Regions from separate parts of the Sus scrofa genome. Here region 1 is linked to region 2. A link is a contact called in public promoter capture Hi-C data. All regions are on one chromosome and are shown on one strand. The core of a region is the stretch at or near the end of the contact, and the rest is flanking DNA. Distances in the headings are between cores, read along the strand shown. Region 1 holds the start of HNRNPUL1 (heterogeneous nuclear ribonucleoprotein U-like protein 1). Region 2 holds the start of LOC100521972 (zinc finger protein 546).

Region 1 (5,552 bases), core at 1,745-4,244, 860 kb before region 2:
ATTTAGTGAAAGACATATTAAACAAATACCTATGCACAAAAATTTTGTGTTAAAGGCTATGATGAAGTACCAGGGACTGAGATCAGGCATCCAGAAAAGCAACAGATAACTTCACTCAAAGGACACACAGGTGATGATAACTCAGTGATCAGAGTGGAAAAAACATTCCTGGGGCTGGAATAACACATGTGAAAGCTCAGAGGTGGGACTAAAACCTGAAACTCCCTCAAGGAGAACCTTGTAGTCAAACCCAGAGAGAACTGTGGAAACCTAGGATAAGCAGCAAGTGGGTTCTCCACCCCAGGGGTAAGCTCTGCTAGGTGCCTCTAGGGCCCTACTAGTGGCTATGCCAGGACCAGTGAGGCAGAACCACAGGGAAGGAGACTATTCTGCTTGCTAACTGATTGGATCCTTTCTCAGAGGACAAATATATCTGGGTACAAACCAGGTGCAGCCCAAAGGGAGGAAAGTCACAGATCACGTGGTTTGCCATAGGTCTGTTTACCAGGGCTGAAGAAAGGGTTGGAAGAGGGCATAAAAGGGGCTCAAAGGATTTTGTTTTAAGGAGTAGAGGAGAAAGAAGACATAGAATAACTCCTTAAGTAGAACAAACACAGGGGGCCCTTTCAAACTATTTTGTTTCTTCCAGGCGCTAAGCACAGTATTCTTCTTGCCATAAAAGCCTCACATCTGAGACTCTCTTCTGTGCTCACAGAGGAAGCCTCGCCCAGAGAAGCTATGATTCTGGGGCCCTTCTCTGCTCTCTAAAACATCCACTTCCTAATAATAGGCAGGCCCAGTGCTAAGCCTCTTACACATGTGATCTCATTCATAACAACACTGGAGACACTATTATTATCCCAATTTTACACACAAGGAAACCAGGGCTCACAGAGGTGAAGTGACTTGCCCAAGCCATGGAGCCAGATTTGAAAGAAAATCTGAGTCTAGAGCCTGTCCTCTAAAGCACTTCACTTTCCTCTGCAGATACCTCCAGCCACTGGCCCTTCTTCCTAGGCATTCCTGGCAGGGGCTCACTTGCCCTAGGCAGGCACGCTGGCCCACTCCTCCTTTTGTCACAGGTCTCTGCATGGGGAAGTACCCTCCCCAGTACCTGGGTCCCAGACAACTGCCCCCCACCCCAAATCTACACATTGCCCTGCTCCAGGAGAGATCCCATCTCTCTTCAACAGGTAAATACTAGTGTCTTCCCCGACTCCTCAGCTCTCATTTCCTTAACCCCATAGCTCAAAGTACTTTCTTTTCAGAGAAATAACACAAACTCTGGATGCCAGAATCCTTTCTACTTAATTTTTACCACTCTGATCCCCACTGCCAGTCCTGCTAGAAAACCACCCTTTTCTAACTCCAGATTCAGTCCCTCCCATACCAGGGTCTCCTCTCCAGAAAATCACACATCTACTCCATCCTCTCTCTGCAGGGTCATATCTTGTGGCTGATGTAGAGGTTCCCTGCTACCCCTTGAGGCTCCTCCAATCCCTGGGTACACAAATAACTGCTTCTGGGGACCAACATGCCCTCTCGTGGAGATGATCAGCCACCCCCCCCCAACACTTCCCCCACTCCACCCCGAGGCTGGCAGCCAAGTCAACAGGTTTCCTTTCACCCTCCATATCCTACACACTCTCCCCTCCCCTGTAGTAGTTACTGGACCAGCTACATACTCCTTGCTGGACACAAGGTTCTCTATCCCCCAGATACTCCATCCACTTCAAAACTTCACCAATTTGTTATCTTCTGCACCCCACCCCCAGCTACACTTGTTCTCCAAACGACAGATACTGTTAATCTAAAACCATTCAGCAGTAGCCACTGCATTATCTGTCCTCAGAGCCTTTCCAGCTCTAGACCTCCTGGTTCCTCACCCAGGGAGGCATCCTTCTCTCTGCCACCAGCCTCTGTACACCAAGGTTCCATATACCGCCTCTGGAAGTCAATCAGAAAGTCCCCAAATTGCCAGAACCAAATGCCCAGGTTGTCCCTGCCTACGGGTTGGCCTTCTAGTCCTGCATCTGAGTCCCTCACAGTACAATCGCATGGTGGTCTCCCACATCCCCTAAATGCTCCCAGGCCAAACACCAGAACATACAGTCTATTGGACCTTCCCCGGCCAGACGCCAGCACCCATCTTACATACAACCCACACTAATACCAAATATAAGAAGTCCCTGTGCCCCCCATTCAGGAGCAAACTCCAGGATCCTCCATCCTCAAAACTCTCCAGCCCAGAAAACAAAGCTCTCAACGCCTAGCTCATAGCCTGGGCTCGCACAGCTCCCAAGCTCTAAGATCATCATTTCCAAGACTCTCCTCAGCCCCCCAAATAGAAAACCTCTTGTTCTTCCGATTGTCTTCGGGTCCAGAAACCACAGCTTCCGGTTTCCGAGTCCTAGGCTGCGGAACCCTTTACAACCCCCCCCCCCGCCGACCTTCCTCATCTCCGAAACCGAGGACCCCCGCCCCCCATTCCAGGATCTCCCCTGCACCGAATGCCAGGATTCGCCCTCCGGTCGTCCCGCGGGCCTTGTCCCCAAATCCTTTTCAGCGACGGGCAGAGGCATCCCCCGATCCTTAGATCGTCTCCCCGACCTCAGGCGCCGGACTCCCGCGTCCCACAGCCCTTCCTCGGCCCGGACTCCGGGCTCCCCGGCCCCCGCCCCGCGCACTCTCACAATGTCCGTCCGGCCCCGAGTAGCCGCCGGGCTCCGGGTGCGGCTGCAGCTGCAGCCCGGGCGGCGGTGGCTGCGCGGTCCCCTCCAGCTCGGAGCCCCCCTCGGTCTCGACCTCCTCGCTGTTGTGCCCAGGTCGCCCCGGTTCGTCGTCGGCCTCGAGCTCCCGCTCGTCGTCGGGCTCCTCGGCCTCCAGCGCCGCCTGCAGCCGCTCAGCAAGCTCGGCCTTGAGGCCACGAGTGTCCAGGCCGCGGCGCTGCAGTTCCTCGCGAAGTTCGTTCACCTTCAGACGGCGCACATCCATGGCCCGGGCCCCCGGGGCGGCCCCCGAGCCCGGCCCGGCCTCCCAGGGCTCTGTCCCCCTTAAACCTTTCCTGTCAGGAGGCGAAGGGGGAAAGGGGGGGGCCCCCACTCCAATGGCGGCGGCGGCTCAAAATGGCCGCCGCCGCCACCTCCCCCTCCTCCGTGGCCCCGTGCGATGCAACACGGGTGCCAATTGGCCACCGCATGGGAGCAACGGGCGCGGGCCCAGAGACTCGACCAATCAGAGCGTGTCTTTCAAAAGAACGGCACTGAAAGGGCTTGGGAGCTACCGGGGAGGAAGCGTTGGCCTACGTCGATGCCGAAGCCGGAGCGGGAGGGCGGGAAAAGGTGAGAGGCGGAGCGCGCGGTGATTGGGTAGCGTTCGCGCGCCCGCTCCAGTAGGGTCAAATGAGGGAAAGGGAGTAAAGACCTGGACCCATCAGCAGTGAGATCTCAGAATGAGGTCCCCACGGCCTTTCCTGCGCGGTCCTTTCATCAAACTAGTGTCTCTGTAACACATATCTTGATTGGTCTAAATCTCCCGCCCCTGGAGGCGTCCAAGCGGGTAAAACCACTAGGACCAATCAAATGGAGGGTCCGCAAACCACTCCTCCCCGCCCCCTTTCAAGATTGCCTTTAGGAAACCGGAAAGAGATGAATTCACGAAGGACCTTCCCCTTGCCGTTAGGGCGGTTTCAAAACAATCTGTCCACCAATCGTAGTTCCTGTCTTATCTCGGTAAAGCTAGTACAGTTGCACCGTTTTAGGAAAACCTAGCCAGATTGGCTATTCTGGTTACGGACCGCCTTACAAACTTCGCCGTAGAGGGAAGTATACTAAACAGAGATTTAGGTACACAAATTGTTCTTAGTCTGGAAGAAACTCAGTTGCTTTTATGAAAAGCAGCTCTTTGGCTTCAGAGAGTCCTGAAGGTTTGAAAGCAGAGACAAACAACGGGGAAAAAGTTGTGAAAGAAATCTCACTCTCTCCCCTTTGATAGATCATCTCACGGGGCCCCTCTTTCCATTATCATAGCTGCGCTGACGTCTTTCTCTCCGGTTGCTATCTTACGTGGAATGGGCGCTCTGTACGCGGTCATTCCCTTTCCATGCGGAAGGGCTTCCAAAAGCTCAGGGGTCTCTACCCCAAATCATCTATGCTGATTTGCTAGTTTGGCGTCTGTATTGACAAGCTCAATACACAGATTAAGCCTCGCGCTACTAAACGCCGTAGTTTCATTATGTTTAACCCTGCACCACCTGTCGCCTCTAACTCAAAAAAACAAGCCTTCTGTAAGGTACATTATCAATATGCACAATGCAAATGCCCGCTGCTCACTGGGCTATACCTAAAGCCTACAAAAGCCACACACACCCTCTACGTAGACAAAGGCGCACACACAATACAGATAAACAAATGGTGTGTGTAGGATCAGATGCATCAATTCTGGGGATAATACACCAAACTGCAGTGTAGATGTACCTATTAAGGTCGGCACAAGCTGGAGGCATCAAAACATAAAGACAAGGGACAGTTACACTACAGGCTTACACCACAGCAACCTAGACACACAGCACCCACTCAGAAGCGGCACAGACACTCACGTGGGCCCGTAGGTTCCAGTCCAGACACCCCGCCCCTCGCCCACGTCCGACTTCCTCTCTCCTCCCAGCTTCCCACAATGATTTGTTCGAAAAGTTTATGGCCCGGATTGAACTGTTCTCGATTTTCAGGAGTCACCACCCGGGGGCGTCCGGGCGCTGCCAAGGGTTCCTCCATCCGCTGCCGGACACACCCAGGATGGTGTGTACCCGCGATGCGTGCAAAACATAGTGGGCTTGTCTTGGCAGGAGTCCCTATGTGGGCCCGAGATTTTCGGAGGCGCTCTGTGCCTGTGTTTGTAAGTGAATCTGAACGCTTGGATCTGTGAGTTCCCTGTACATACGCTATATGTCTGAATATTTGTGTCACTTTATAGTGTTTTTATCTGTGTTATTCTAGTTTCTTCCTATTCCTGGTGATTACCTGCCTGTGCATGTTTGTAAGTATGTCTGTATTTGTGTAATTTTGTGTAACTCTGTGTCTGAATTTGTGTCTCAGTATTTGTGACCAGGTGTACTTGGGTATATCCATTAATTCACGTGGCTGTTACTTTGGGGTGGGGGAGGGTCCCTGTGCTCCTGTGCTTATCTATATGTCTCTTACTCACTAGGGGTTTCAGAGAGTCTGTTTTTCTTGCTTGTCCTTCTGTCTATGTATATATGTTCTTTTCTCTTTAATGAAGGGAGAACTCCAAGACCCCACCAACCCTCCTTTTTACTGATAGGGAAACTGAGATGACAGGGAGAGGGGCTGAGTGGAGACAAGAGGAGGCAGAAGCACGGTTACAAAATTTTATGTGATCTGAGCCCCTCCGGAGGTGCCAGAGTCCATACTCTGTTCAGGGGGCATGAGGGACTGGCTCAGGGGGGGCAGCATGGCCCAAAAGGAGGGAGATTGTCCTCTGAGGAAAAGAGGCAACCCTAATGCATTGCACAGGTTTGAGGGGGCATGCCCCCA
Region 2 (5,523 bases), core at 2,508-5,007:
CTCAGGTGCACCAGCCACATTTCAGGTGCTCAACAGCCTCATGTGGAGGCTGCAAATGGAGAATGCAAATATAATGGAGAATGCAAACATAAATTATATCCGTCACCAAAGAGCGTTCTGCTGGACAGAGGTGGTATGACGCATACAGCATAAAATCCCCTTCTCACCACAGAGTTCCCCTGGATGCAGAATAATTTGATCAAAACCTGACAGAGTTAGCTAGAGAAAGAATATCTCCTTCCTATGAATTCCCAAGGCATGTGACCTGAATTTCCCTAGTAGCTTTTACTGCCTCTTCTCTCATGCTTATTCAGTCCATTCTGACTTTATATCATTTGCTGTATTACAGGAGACTTACGGGAGTAACTGTGTTTTCAGGGCTTGTAAATTACTATCATTAGATTCAGCATAGTTTGAGCCTGTGTGACTGAGACTTGACTAATATTCCATTTTAGGCAGATTTTCTTAGGAAATGGCCAAAAAGCAAACTAAGATACATGCAGAAGATGTTTATCACATGACAACTTAGAATAACCAACTGTTAATAATATAAATGGCTATAGGAGTCGCCAAGTTAAATTAAGGTCAGTTATGATGGCATACTAAGGCCTCATTAATACTGATGACATTGGTCCATATTTATAGCCGAAGAAAGACATTCCTAAGGAATGACTGACTGATACAGGCAAATTAAAGATGTAAAATTATGGGAGGAATGATAATGTAATTAATAACACAGACTCTGCTGTCAGATTTCCAAAATGTGAATTCTAGTCTAACAGCTACCAACTTCTCAGTTTATTGGTAAACAGGATAAGAAAATCACTGTGTCCTACAGTTGTCATGAAGATTGGGATGTTACATAGACACCATTTAATGACATTATAATTACGAAATAAAAGTTAGTATTATTATGTAACGTACTTCATTCTACTGTTATTAGATGAAATTCTTTGCTACTTTTTTTTTGCTTTTGGGGGCCATTCCTGCAGCACATGGAGGTTCCCAGGCTAGGGGTTGAATTGGAGCTGCAGCTGCCGCCACAGCCACAGCAATGCAGGATCTAAGCTGCGTCTTCGACCCACACCAAAGCTCACTGCAATGCAGGATCCTTAACCCACTGAGTGAGACCAGGGATCAGCCCGCATCCTCATGGATACATCCACTCAGCCACAATGGGAACTCCCTACTTTCTTTTTTCATAGTAAAATTTGAGTCTCATGCCCACTCTTTTTTATAATGACATTGCACATATTTTAAAGCCAAGGCTTGGATGTGAAATTAGTTTTAACTAACGATACTAACAAACAGATTTTCAGAAATCTAACCAAGAAATCTCTCCTTGTATTTGCAGCTATAAAGAGGAGACACATTCTTTGACATAAACCTAAGAAAAAGAATGTAATAAGACATTAAATGCAGTACCGGAGGTTCAGTCTTTTCCTTCTGTCTTATGTAAAGATTCACATGAATATTTATAGTTATTACATCTTATTTTGTTTCCTACTATTATAAATCTGTCTTCCAAAATGTTATTTGCATTAAAAGATTCTTGGACAGGAAAAGTGATTGCCATGTCCTGTGAAAACAAACTTAAAAATCTAAAAAAAAGTATCCTGAAGGGCTACCTTATTTGATAAATTGTGCTATCTGAATTGCTCTTAATTAATTTAGGTAACACTAAACTGTGGGAATTTGGTGCTGTAAGTACTTGGAAAGTTTATCACTCTAGAGGGGGTCACTGGCACTTTCCTCTTCTTCCATATTCATGGAGGTAAAAGAAACCTATGGTTTGGATTCATAGAGTTAACGTTTTCTAATGGGAGTTGAGTCTATGTCCTTTGAGTGCTCAAGTAGAACAGTTTCTATTCTGCACACAAACACATACACACCACACATATACAGGTGCAGAAAAATGTGCTAAAATAAACCTCCCCAAATATTACTGGTGATGCTATTTTAACTTTCTTTTTTATAAGTCCCTCATGACCTTCTTAGCACAGTGGGCAGTGCATCAATCTCATATAAGTCTCTCATGTAATATAACTGAATAACTGATTGTTTTTTTCAAAAAGCAAGCATTAATTCCATAATCTTATGTATACAATCTATACCCAATTTTTTTTTAAATCTTAGAAGCAATTCTGTTTGACATGTGTGGGAATAGTAAGGGAATCAGTGTGACCATTTTAAATAAAGCCTACCAATTCTTGAACATTCTTCATTACAATAAGATCTTTTTACTGACAAGTTCTTCCCTGAATGGACATGTCAGGTGAGGGGAGTGTGTAGACTAAATAAGAAAATATGGGCAAAACAGAACAGGTTTTGGTTCTCTTTCTCCACTGAATAATCTATTGAAATACTGCTTTGGGAGTTTCCGCTGTGGTGCAGTGGGTTAAGAATCAAACTGCAGCAACTCGGGTCGCTGCGTTGGCGCACAGGTTCCCTCCTCAGCCCAGCACAGTGAGTTAAGGGATCCTGCATTGCCAGAGGTGTGGCAGTGGTGCCAGTTGCAGCTGGGATTCAGTCCCTGGCCCAGGAACTTCCATATGCTGTGGGATCGGCCACAAAAAATATATATATCACTGGATATAACCCTTGTAAAATGTCTCTGAATCTCAATAATAATAAATGGCACTCATAAAATTTGAGCATTATTGTTCATCACAATGACTATTTCTTTACTCATATTGTTCATTTTTCTTTTGACAACCTTTCTTTCTTCTTTTTTCTTTTTTAAGAGCACACCCATGGCACTGGACACTTCAGAAAAAAATGCAAATATTTCCATGTACTAAAAGCAAAAATGCATTTATGAACAAAGAGGAAGTAGAAACTCACCTGATCTGTACTTTCAATGTGCAACAATTTTCCCTTTCTCCCCAGGATCCCCTTGTGAAGAATGGCAGAACTGGATAAGAAGGAAATCGGGAGACACCAGGCCTTTCTTAGAGCTGAGACAGAGAAGGGACCCTCTAGGGCCACATCAGCACTCACCTCACACATACGGACCGGATGGGAGAAGGAGGCTGGAACTTGTCTTTGAAATCACAGCAGCTTCCTAGAATCCGAGGTATGGGAATGCTGCGGTTCCTGAAAAATGTAGCAGCAACCGCAGCGCCTGAAGTAGGAACGCTTCCCATCATTTCATCCCAGGAATCTGTCTCCGAGACAATTCTAGCTTCAATAGCCCCATCCTTTGTCCAGGACTGTGCCTTCTTGCTGGGAAACTTCCTCCTAGGGCCTTCATCTTATTGGACTTTCCTCTTGAGGACAGCTCTGTGCCGACACCCAGGGCTGTGAGGGGAGGGTGGGGAAAGCAGCAGGAGTGTGGGTCCGTGACGCTCACCACTGAGGCAAGCACCAGTATCAGACTGACAACCGCGCACGCCGACAGGAGCCCCGATTCGGTCCTGCTAAGTGTGGGTGTGCAGGCGCGCGCAAACACACACACGCACTACACACAGCCTATCACACTCAGACACACGATCCTCCTCTGCTCCTCCAGCCCCCACAGGCCCGAGGCTGCAAACACAATGGGCCCGGGGCTCCACACTTTGGGGGCAGCTCCACTCCCACCCCTACCCCAGGTGAGTCCCGCTCCGCCTCGCCTGGCTCCCACTTCTCCCCAGGATTCCATTAACTCACCTGCGGTGGCTGAGCCACCCAGAACGCCCGGTTGAGGGCCCTCAGGGTCCAAGTTTACGCCTCCCCTGGGGCTTCTGGGAAATGTAGTCCACAGCCGGAAGGCGATGTGCTCGGGCTTTGAGTGCGCAGGCGTATGTGCGCCGCGCGGATCTGGCGTCTCTGGTCGCCCCGCGGAGACCGCTGACCAGCGTTGTAAGCCGAGCGACCTCCCGACGGGAGCGGTCCGGCAGGTGCGAGCCTCTCGGGACCCTCAGAGTGCTGCGCCGCCGAGTGCAGCCGTGGGTGCAGCCCTGAGGCCAAGCGCGTAGGGACGGATTCTGTCGGTTTCTTCCCTGAGGTAGTCTGGGCGCCTGGTGCACAGGTGTGTGGCCCATCGTACCTGGCTTCGTGAGCCTGTGTGTGTGTGTGTGTGCCCCGCTGTGAGGGCTTCGGCACCTACTGCGCGTCTGGCTGAGAGTGAGCTGTGTCCCTGCATGTAACTCTTTGGGGAAGGGACGGTGTGCGCCTGAAGCGGCATTCGAGGGTGATTCGTACCTGAGCATGGCGGGGAGTGGCGCGGCGGGGACTGTGGGCGTGCGGGGCTGTGACCGGGTGATGTGTGTGTGTGTGTGTGTGTGTGTGTGTGTGTGTGTGTGTGAGGGGCTGGGTGTGCGGGGCGCTGTGTGACTGCGGCAGTTGAGTGGCGGGTGCAAGCGGGGCTATGTGAAACGTGGGTGTGTGATCTACATATGTGCTGACTGGGTGTGTGTGACCGTGTGCAGCCACAGACAGATTATAAAGACAATATGTTGCATCTTCTTGCAGCATCAGCTGTTATTTCAAGATTTGGAGCAAAGATTTGCGATTTATCTGTCGAATAATTTTGCCTTTTTGTATAGAATCACATGAAGTTTTTTCATAGACAAAAACACAAACTGTGGGAACTTCTACAAATTTTTAAAAATTATTATCTTTTCATCATAGCCAGTTTACAGTGTTCTGTCAATTTTCTACTGTACACCGAGGTGACCCAGTCACACGTACATATATACATCCCGTTTCTCACATTTTCATGCTCCATCATAACATGGGAACTTTTTTAAAATTTGAGGGAATTCTTTCTACCCTTCTGTGCTGTTAGGAGTGTCTGGCAGATAAATTTGAGAATCTCAGACTGAGGAGATAGCTTTATGCCTAGAAAGGCACTGTGCCATAGAATCATGAGTGGGCAGTTAGAGTCTGATGCTAACACATTTGTCCCTTTCTCTTCCCTTCCCTTTGTGAGCAGTTCAGCCCTAAAGCCATAGGATGGGCTTTAGAGCGGGTCTTGGCGCCAGAGCAGGGTGAGGAGGGTGTTGAGGCAGGGAGTAGCTAGGTGCTGACTGAAGGGCTTATTAGGGGTAATGCAAATGGTTACACCCTCTGGTATGGGAGTGTTAACCTGAGCAGCAGCATAAGGAGGGCATCCACACTGGAGGAATGCCCTACAGGGGACTTCAGAGCTCAGGCTGGGTGAGGAAGGCTGTGGCTACCTGTGGAGCCCAAGTGGGGGTGTTGGAGACGCTGATATTGGTTGAATAGGAGAGTGGATGTCAGAACCCAAGTGGTATGGGGAGAGCATCTGTGTGGGAAAGGCCATTGCAGCAGTGATAGGAGTTTGTTACATGTGATGGAGGCTGGGATGGGGGTGCTGATCAAAAAGTAAAAATATCAAGTGCAATGGGAGCAGCCAGGCTTCTCGCTGTCTGAGAAATTGCAGATATGGAAAAGGAGAAAACTGGAATGAGTCTTGTGATGGTGGGTTGAAACTAGATGTACATACAACTATTATTCATCTGGATCGACATACAAATAAAATCAGCAAGTGCTGGGCCACTGAGGTCACCTCTGGGG

What was found. Promoter capture Hi-C pulls out the DNA fragments that hold promoters and counts their contacts.
Region 1: a contact with region 2 is called in a promoter capture Hi-C map of liver, with 3 times the contacts expected there. The contact joins the promoter of HNRNPUL1 here to the promoter of LOC100521972 in region 2. A contact is called at or near these places in 1 of 5 promoter capture datasets (liver) and 1 of 47 Hi-C or Micro-C datasets (liver).

The regions. Positions count from the first base shown.
Region 1 is chr6:49,277,738-49,283,289 of Sscrofa11.1, reverse strand. It overlaps HNRNPUL1 (heterogeneous nuclear ribonucleoprotein U-like protein 1), which reads right to left and starts at 2,994. Exons shown (of 17, transcript XM_021094416.1): 1 at 2,694-2,994. The coding sequence starts at 2,994. It overlaps AXL (AXL receptor tyrosine kinase), which reads right to left. Exons shown (of 23, transcript NM_001128458.1): 23 at 5,373-5,552.
Region 2 is chr6:48,416,951-48,422,473 of Sscrofa11.1, reverse strand. LOC100521972 (zinc finger protein 546) reads right to left here and starts at 3,757. Exons shown (of 5, transcript XM_021094380.1): 1 at 3,652-3,757; 2 at 3,001-3,300. The coding sequence starts at 3,009.